Regions from separate parts of the Mus musculus genome. Here all the other regions are linked to region 2. A link is a contact called in public promoter capture Hi-C data. All regions are on one chromosome and are shown on one strand. The core of a region is the stretch at or near the end of the contact, and the rest is flanking DNA. Distances in the headings are between cores, read along the strand shown.

What was found. Promoter capture Hi-C pulls out the DNA fragments that hold promoters and counts their contacts. Capture Hi-C pulls out chosen DNA fragments and counts their contacts.
Region 1: a contact with region 2 is called in a promoter capture Hi-C map of liver. The contact joins the promoter of Nob1 here to the promoter of Tmed6 in region 2. A contact is called at or near these places in 13 of 39 promoter capture datasets (the 3T3-L1 cell line, the C10 cell line, the HPC-7 cell line and 9 more), 1 of 15 datasets of contacts at CTCF or cohesin (embryonic stem cells), 4 of 484 Hi-C or Micro-C datasets (Th17 cells, embryonic stem cells, erythroblasts and 1 more), 20 of 115 datasets of contacts at active chromatin or transcription factors (the 230-238 cell line, the NIH/3T3 cell line, T-cell acute lymphoblastic leukemia and 10 more) and 4 of 9 other capture datasets (adipose tissue, embryonic stem cells, liver and 1 more).
Region 3: a promoter capture Hi-C map of liver shows a contact between it and region 2, with 3 times the contacts expected there. The contact joins the enhancer-like site here to the promoter of Tmed6 in region 2. A contact is called at or near these places in 2 of 39 promoter capture datasets (fetal liver and liver) and 4 of 9 other capture datasets (adipose tissue, embryonic stem cells, liver and 1 more).

The regions. Positions count from the first base shown.
Region 1 is chr8:107,423,788-107,426,487 of GRCm38.p6, forward strand. Nob1 (NIN1/RPN12 binding protein 1 homolog) reads right to left here and starts at 1,251. Exons shown (of 9, transcript NM_026277.3): 1 at 1,179-1,251; 2 at 951-1,083. The coding sequence starts at 1,241.
Region 2 is chr8:107,064,213-107,066,912 of GRCm38.p6, forward strand. It overlaps Tmed6 (transmembrane p24 trafficking protein 6), which reads right to left and starts at 1,432. Exons shown (of 4, transcript NM_025458.2): 1 at 1,187-1,432. The coding sequence starts at 1,399.
Region 3 is chr8:107,461,292-107,463,991 of GRCm38.p6, forward strand. All of the region lies in intron 4 of Wwp2 (WW domain containing E3 ubiquitin protein ligase 2), which reads left to right. Among named protein-coding and RNA genes, the nearest start is that of Gm39241, 13 kb to the left of the region's middle. Within about 2 kb of position 1,365, at least 10 of the 459 cell types and tissues checked have an H3K27ac peak or open chromatin away from gene starts, as enhancers often do. A contact at or near this core is called in liver, where this site is marked.

The sequences.
Region 1 (2,700 bases), core at 1-2,500, 360 kb after region 2:
AGCCCTGACCACCATCTGCCTCAGTGACGCCTCCACTCCCTACTAACCTGGATTCCTGAAGAGGACGATGACCCCTAGGCAGCTATTTTTTTTTTTTTTCAGAACTAATGCAAGCCCTAAACACATCCCCTTTCCTTTTTAAAATTTGTTATTTTTGAGATGAGATCTCACTACATATATAGCCCTGGCTTGCTTGGAACCTCTGACTTCAGAGGGCTTGGACTAAAAACATGTGACATCACACTGGGCCCAATCCCCTTTTATTTTTAATATGACAGTCTCACTACCTAGCTCAGGCTGGCCTGGGACCCATGACCCTGAAACCTATCTCCCCGGGACGAAGACTGCACCACTGTCTATATCGTGTGCCTTTTTCTTTTCTTTCTTTATTTATTTTTGTTATTTTCGAGACAGGGTTTCTCTGTGTAGCCCTTGCTGTCCTGGAACTCACTCTGTAGACCAGGCTGGCCTCAAACTCAGAAGAAATCCGCCTGCCTCTGCTTCCCAAGTGCTGGAGTTAAAGGTGTGCGCCACCACGCCCAGCCTGCATGCCTTTTTCTGAGTTGAGGTTGCCTCCACTGGAAACTATAATCACCCTACACACAGGACCACAGATCTAGGTTCTCTATTTGTAATTCACCCAGAGCCTTCTGTATACTTGTAGAGCGCTCTCGCACTGAGTCTTAGGAGTCTACACAACTTTACCTCATGTGTCCAATTTGCTAGACACTTCTCCAAGAGGTATATCCGCATGGTCTTCAGTCCTCGCGGAGGGGAGGCAGATATTATTACTATTTTCACGATAAAGCTTAAAGCCTGTGATACACCGTGGAGCGCACGGCTGGCACTATTAAAGCCAGGCTGAACCGACTGTCTCTAAAACAAACGCTGCCTGCTACCGATCGGGGCGGGTCTGTCTGCCACAAGGCTGGGCCGGGGCACTCACTCACCCAGCCGCACGTACTCTGGGAGAGGCTCCTTGAACCGAAGCTGGTAGGGCAGCACTGCCAGCCGCCTGCGCGTGGCCTTGTCGCGAATCTCTCGCACCACCTCCCGGATGGTGTAGATGTTCTTCCCGATGTCCTGGGGACAGACCGGCCCAGTTATCCCGCTCGCCTGACCCCACACGCATCCCTGGAGGGCCTCAAGCCCAGGCCCCGCGGCGGGATCCCCAGTACCTGCAGAGGCGCGTCCCTCAAGAAAGCTCCGGCATCAGCCACAACGTGCTCCACCGGCGCCATGTTGGCTGTCAAGGACAGACCGCGCATGCGTATGGAGCCTGCGCCGTTCTTGGGTTTGCACAGTAGTCTTCCTCAGACCGGAGGAACAGCTGCTGCGATTTCGCGGCGCCCCCTAGCGGCCACCGGCCACCCCTTCAGGACTGCGCGCATACACAGCCGCGCCGCTTGCCCTGCCTGGGGGGCTATGTGCATGATTAAAGTTGAGGGACTCCTTAAGTAATCGTCCTCGGAATTCATAGAACTTTCTTTACTTTTAAAGGAAAAACCTGTAGATATGGCATATGGTTGAAAGTCAGTAGCTAGAAACAACAAATCACAACAAATCAGTAGGGTATATTCGATTTTACAAGCAAGGAAGCCAAGCTGACTTGGCCAGATAACCTCCGAACTGACTTGAAACCACTTTTTAAAATCCGTTGTGTTATACAGCCACGCAGTCCTACTTTATTTGAATATCTTGGGACAATGGCTGTATTACTTTATACCTTTGCCCCATCTCCCTAAGCAAGGCACATGATTTTCTAGAAAATCGAACAGAAGGGGTAGTAATGACTATTAATGACTTCCGATTTTCCTTTCAATTCTGGGATTAGGAGATCTGGGCTACTACATGCTGGCAACGCTGATCTGAGCCTTTAGCAACTGCTTTCATTTACTCATCTGTCCCGTATCAAAAACCCTTCAGTGCCGGGATGGTACCTTCGTCTGACTTAAATATTTTCTGCATCCCCAAACATCTTAAATTACACGGGGGGTGGGGTGGGGGAGCATTCCAGGTGCTCCTGTGGGGGCTGGAAGACAACCACAGGAGTCAGTTATCTCCTTCTGCTAAGAGACTGCTATGGGGGCCGGGCGTGGTGGCGCACGCCTTTAATCCCAGCACTGGGGAGGCAGAGGCAGGCGGATTTCTGAGTTCGAGGCCAGCCTGGTCTACAAAGTGAGGTCCAGGACAGCCAGGGCTACACAGAGAAACCCTGTCTCGAAAAACAAAACAAAAAAAAAAAAAAAAAAAAAAAAAAAAAGAGAGAGAGACTGCTATGGAATACAGGTTCTCAGGCTAGGCAGGTAAAGATGCAACTTGCTGCCTCTTCATAGCCCTGGCTGTCCTTGAACTCAGAGATCTGCCTCCTTCTACCTCTCTTGCTCTGGGATTAAAGTTGTGACCACCAAACCTAATCCCCAAATATTTTATATCACCAATCTTCCTACCCCTCAATCGCTCCAATCTCTAGCTTCCAACAGTGCTGCCTGTTCTGAAATAAGACCCCAGTTGAAGACTATCCAACTTTATGGAAAATTTTCTCAGTGTTTTGGAATCCTTTCTCAGCTAGCTCCACTCCTCTGCAGGAGCTGACACTGCCTACTGTAGCTTCTTTCAGGATTTAGCTGGTTTTGGTGATTCTTTGCCTTCTCCCTGGCTTCTCACTCTTCATCCAATTCTCTCCTTTTTGCCTTGCAA
Region 2 (2,700 bases), core at 182-2,681:
GTAAAAGAGAGAGAGAGAGAGAGAGAGAGAGAGAGAGAGAGATCCTTACTACATCACTCAAAAACCAGCAAGGTGCCAGGCAGTGGTAGCGCACGCCTTTAATCCCATAATTCCAGCCCTTGGGAGGCAGAGGCAGGAGGATTTCTGAGTTTGAGACCAGCCTGGTCTACAGAAAGAACAAACAAACAAACAAACAAAACAAACCAGCAAGGACTGATGCTGTATCTTGTTTGAGGCCAGTGCCTGGGCTACATGAGATCCTGTCTCCCCAAGAGCCCCCACAACCTAAAAACAAAAAACCAACAAAAAAACCAAAGTTACCTCTAACTTTAATATTAAGGTCCTTGGTGGCCTAAGCCCCTTTGGGTGTACTTGCCCAAGGGATAGGCACCTTCCAAAGAGGAACAGAATTGTCTGGGTGCATAGACAAAGCTTTGAGCCGGTTATTCTACAGGTTGTTAGGATTAGCACATGCAGGAGGTCTGACCTTATCTCACCCCATGAACTCAAGTGATTTCACTTAAAATCTATTATGGGACCCTTTTCTGTCTCTCTCTTGTTTCTTCTTTCTTTTTCTTTTTTTCTGTTTTTTTTTTCTTTTTTTTTTTTTTTTCTTTCAAGACAGGGTTTTTCTGTATAGCCCTGGCTGTCCTGGAACTCACTTTGTAGACCAGACTGGCCTCGAACTCAGAAATCTGCCTGCCTCTGCCTCCCAAGGGCTGGGACTAAAGGTGTGTGCCACCACTGCCAGGCTCGTTTCTTCTTTATTGACAAGTTTCTCTGTGTAGCCCTGACTGTCCTGGAACTCACTCTGTAGACCAAGCTGACCTTGAATTTAGAGATCCCCCTGCCTCTGCTTCCTGAGTTCTGGGATTAAAGGTGTGTGCCCCACAATTATGTGACTATTTTAGCACGTGTTGTCTTTCCTCATATCCGAGGAAAGCTAAAGGTTGCCTCTCTTGTCCATTGGATTGGAACACACTTCTGTAGCTTCCAGTTCTAGACCAAGCCATATGCTTTAGCTCCCGTTGCTGGCTGTTCATCCAAGTCTCACCCAGAGTTGCTCTCTAACTGAAGGTCCACTTGATTCACAAGTGGCAGCCACAGCCTCATAGAGAACCAGACCTTGGCTTCATCAAAAGCCTGGCTCACTTTATAAAAGGTATGGCCAGAGGCCTCCACGCACCTCGTAGCTGAAGTAGAGGTATCCCATCTGGTCAGCAAATTGCCAGAAACATTCGATGGCTCCTGGAGAGACCACGATGGCAAAGTCATTCCGATCAGCTCCACGGAAGAGTGGCTGGTCCTTGGAGCCGTGTAGGGGATCTGTCTCCTGGCTCTTAACAGAAGTCACGAGGCTCAGAACTACCAGCTCAGCCACGAGGAGCAAAGGGAACATGCTGCCTTCTGTGGGTTCTTCTGCAGGTGAGCTGCTCACAATCCCGTGGAAAGGAAGTCAGCCAAGCAGCCAGCTAATCATTAACCCCACACGCCACACTTAGGACCAGTTTCAGAGCCATTGTAGATCTTCTGTAATACAGGTGCCATGCACCACAATGCCCCCCCCCCCCTCCGTTGGTGCAGTGCAGGGTCTCCTATGTAACCACACTGTTCTTTAAATATTTCTTTCATGTATACTGGTGCTTTGTCTATGTGTACACCTGCATGCCAGAAGAGGGCATCGAACCCCATGGGACTACAGTTATAGAGGGTTGTGAGGCGCCATGTGGGTTCAATTCCCAGCACCCAGGACCTCCAGAAGAGCAGCCAGTGCTCTTAACCACTGAGCCTCTCTCCAGGCTGGTCTTGAACTCAGAAATCTGCCTGCCTCTGGGTGCTGAGATCAAAGACATTGCCCACCACACCCAGCTACATAAACATTTTAGTGTACGAAGAAGTAGTGCCGGCTGCTTTTATGTCAACTTGATACAAGCTATACTCATCTGAGATGAGGGAGCCTCATTTGAGAAAACGCCTCCATAAAATCAGGCTCCAGGCAAGCCCGTAGGGAATTGATGGGGTTAGTGATTGATGGGGGAGGGCCCACTGCGCTGTGGGTGGGGCCACTCACAGGCTGCTGGTCCACCCACTGCGCTGTGGGTGGGGCCACTCACAGGCTGCTGGTCCTGGTCTCTATAAGAAGACAGAGCAAGAACTGGAGAAAGGGCTCATAAACAGCAGCAGTGCTCCACATCCTCTGCATCAGCTCCTTCCTGCAGGTCCACGTCCTGCATTGAGTTCGTGTCCTGGCTTCCTTCATTGATGAGCTGTGATGTGGAAGCCGAAGCCAAATTAAACCCTTTCCTCCCCAAGGAGCTTTTGGTCATGGTGTTTATCACAGCGGTAGAAACCCAAGCTAAGGGTGAACAAGGTGGTCCACCCCTCCTCTGACTCTCTCCTGCCTGATTGGAAAGCTCTGGAGTTTCTCCAAACCCTGAGACCTTCCATCTCTTCTTCTACTCGTGACTTCTTTGGCACCCACAGAGAGGGAAAAACTATCCAAAATCCTCTATAAAACCATTATATATTCCTGGTCCCATGGGAATAGTTGGCGAAGCTGGAGTCCTCACGTTCTAAGACGGTTTCTCAAGTTGTTGGTTTACAAACTCTAACTCCTGTAACTGTGTGTGAGTGTGTAGCAGGTAAAATAGGATTTCACAGTGTAGACCCAAGCCGGGTCAGCATTAGCCCAAGAGGCTA
Region 3 (2,700 bases), core at 115-2,614, 400 kb after region 2:
CACATAGCTGGGGATGACTTGAGCTGATCCTTCTGCTTTAAACTGGGTTATTTCCTATCTGTGATGGGTGATACTGATAATATAACCAGCAATTACAGGGTGGGATTATACTTGGCTTGCGTATTGCATATTGGAGTCCCCCCAGTTCTTCTCAGTACTGGAGATAGAACTCTTGGCCTTAAGCTTGCTAAGTAAGCATCTAACACTGATCTATGAACCTAGCATGCATTTTTACCCCTTAAAAAATTTAAAGACTTATTTATTGTTATATGTAAGTACACTGTTGCTATCTTCAGACATACCAGAAGAGTGTCGGATCTCATTACAGTTGGTTGTGAACCACCATGTGGTTGCTGGGAATTGAACTCAGGACCTCTGGAAGAACAGTTAGTGTTCTTAGCCACTGAGCCATCTCTCCAGCCCCCCTAAATTTATTTCCTTTTATTGTGTGCATGTTTGTAAGTGTATCCATGCAGTCTGGTCACAGAGAATCTATGCCGATCAGCAGACAATTTAAGGGAGTTATTTCTCTTCTCCCACCTCCTGGGCTTCAGGGATTGCCCTCTAGTTTGGGTGGCAAGTCCTTTACCTGCTGAGGTGTTTCCAGGCCCCTCTGATGCCCTTTGGGCATAGCCCCACCCCATATATTTGCTTATATATAATCGTGGGTCAGGTGTGGTGCCACATGCCTGTAATTGTGGCACAATGGAGACAGAGGCAGAAGGATCACTTCAGGTTTGATCTTGGTCTACAGAGTACATACATTCTAGGCCAGCCAAGGTTACACAATGAGAGCCTAACTCAAAAAGCCAAAACAAATAGAACAAAAAACTCAAACTCATCCAGAAACAATAACATTCAGTTTATGATGAACCTGATTTCTTTAAAATCAGAAAAGGCAGAGCAGGAGAACTGGCTCAGTGGTTAGGAGCACTGGATCCTCTTCCAGAGGACCTGGGTTCAGTTCCCAGCACCAGTATGGTAGCTCACAACCTTCTCTAGCTGCAATCTCAGGGTGTCTATCACACTTTTCTGGACTCCCTGGACATTATATACATGTAGCACACAGATATGTATACAGCAAAACATATACATATAAAGTAAAAAAAAAATTAAATCAAAAATTAAAATCAGAATAGAGGCTAGTGTGTAGCTTAGTTGGTAGTGTTTACCTGACACATGTGGGTTCAATCTCTAGCGCCTCATAAAGTGGCCGCTGACACGCCTTGGCTTCATAGCAAGTTCTCTGTCTCAGTAAATGGGCAGATAAATAAATACCAGGAAAGAAATGGCATTGGATCAGTAGCCCCTGCTTTGTTCCCGGGCTGAGGTTGGAGTCCAGGGCTTTGTACACACTAGGCCAGTACTTTGGCCCTGAACTCCACCCAGCCCTTGTTTCTTTCTTCCTCTTGTTGTTCTGACGAGCATCTCATAGCCCATGGTGGCTTTAAAAACTTTATTTTCTGTTGCTCCTTCCTCCAGGGTGAATAACAGCTATGTACTAGTAGGTCCAGGCAGCTCCTGTTTGTTGGTTAGTTGGTTTTTCAGACATCTTTACTCATTAGTTTAGGCTGGCTGTGAACTCACTGTGTAGCCTGGGTTGGTTGGAATTTGTATGATCGATCCTTTGACTTCATCTTTTCAAGTGCTGGGATGACAGGTGTGTGCCACCAGGCTCAACCCATAGATTTTTAAAGCAGCTCCTGGGACCAGAACGTCCTATTAAAAAGGAGATCCTCAGGTCAGCAGACTGCAGAGTCAGAACCGGGAGTGGTGTCTCGTGGTCCTGGTTTTAAGAAACCAGGTTTGGCTCTGAGCTTCACTTTGAGACCTGTTAAAGCTAACTAGTGAAAATAATGTCAGTCCCTGACCTCACAGCACCTTGTGCAGTGGGTTTCTTACCCAGTGGAGTTTGTTCTGGGGCAGCCCCAGCCATGGTGGTCCTCTCTGGGTCCCCTGTGTCTCTGAGCTTTTGTCAGACGCAGGGTCGGGCCCAGACTGGACATGGCTGTCTCAGAGTTCTCAAGAACTTCTCTGGTTCCTCAGTGGTTTTTTTCTCTTTATTTTTATTTTGTTTTGTTTTTGAGACAGGGTCTCCTGGCTGTCCTGGAACTCACTCTGTAGAGCTAGTTAGCTTCAAGCTCGCAGTGATCCTCCTGCCTCTCCTTCCTGAGTGCTGGGATTGAAGGCGCGTGCCACCATGTCCAAACAGGCTTTACTTTCTTCTAAGATTATTTTTACTATTTTCCCTCTGTGCGTATGTGTGTCTGTGTAAGTATATGTACTTGTGTGGGCTCCCTCAGATCAGAAGAGGACATTGGGTCCCTTGGAGCTGGAGTTAACAAGCAGCTGTAAGTTGCCTGACTTAGGTTCTGGGAACTGAACTCTCAGGTTCTCTGGAAGGACCTGTTTTGTTTTGTTTTGTTTTAAATTATTTATGTGTTTTATGCATGTGAGTGCTCTGTCTACATATATATCTGCATGAGCATAACAGAAGAGTGCATCAGATCCGATGATCGTGAGCCACCACGTGGTTGCTGGGATTTGAACTCAGGACCTCTGGAAAAGCAGTCAGTGCTCTTAACCACTGAGCCATCTCCCAAACACGAACTTTTTCCCTTTTCTTCCTCTCTCTCTCTTCCTTTCTTATTAAAAAAAAAAAAAGAAAAAACAAAAAACATTTATTTAATTCTCTGTCTA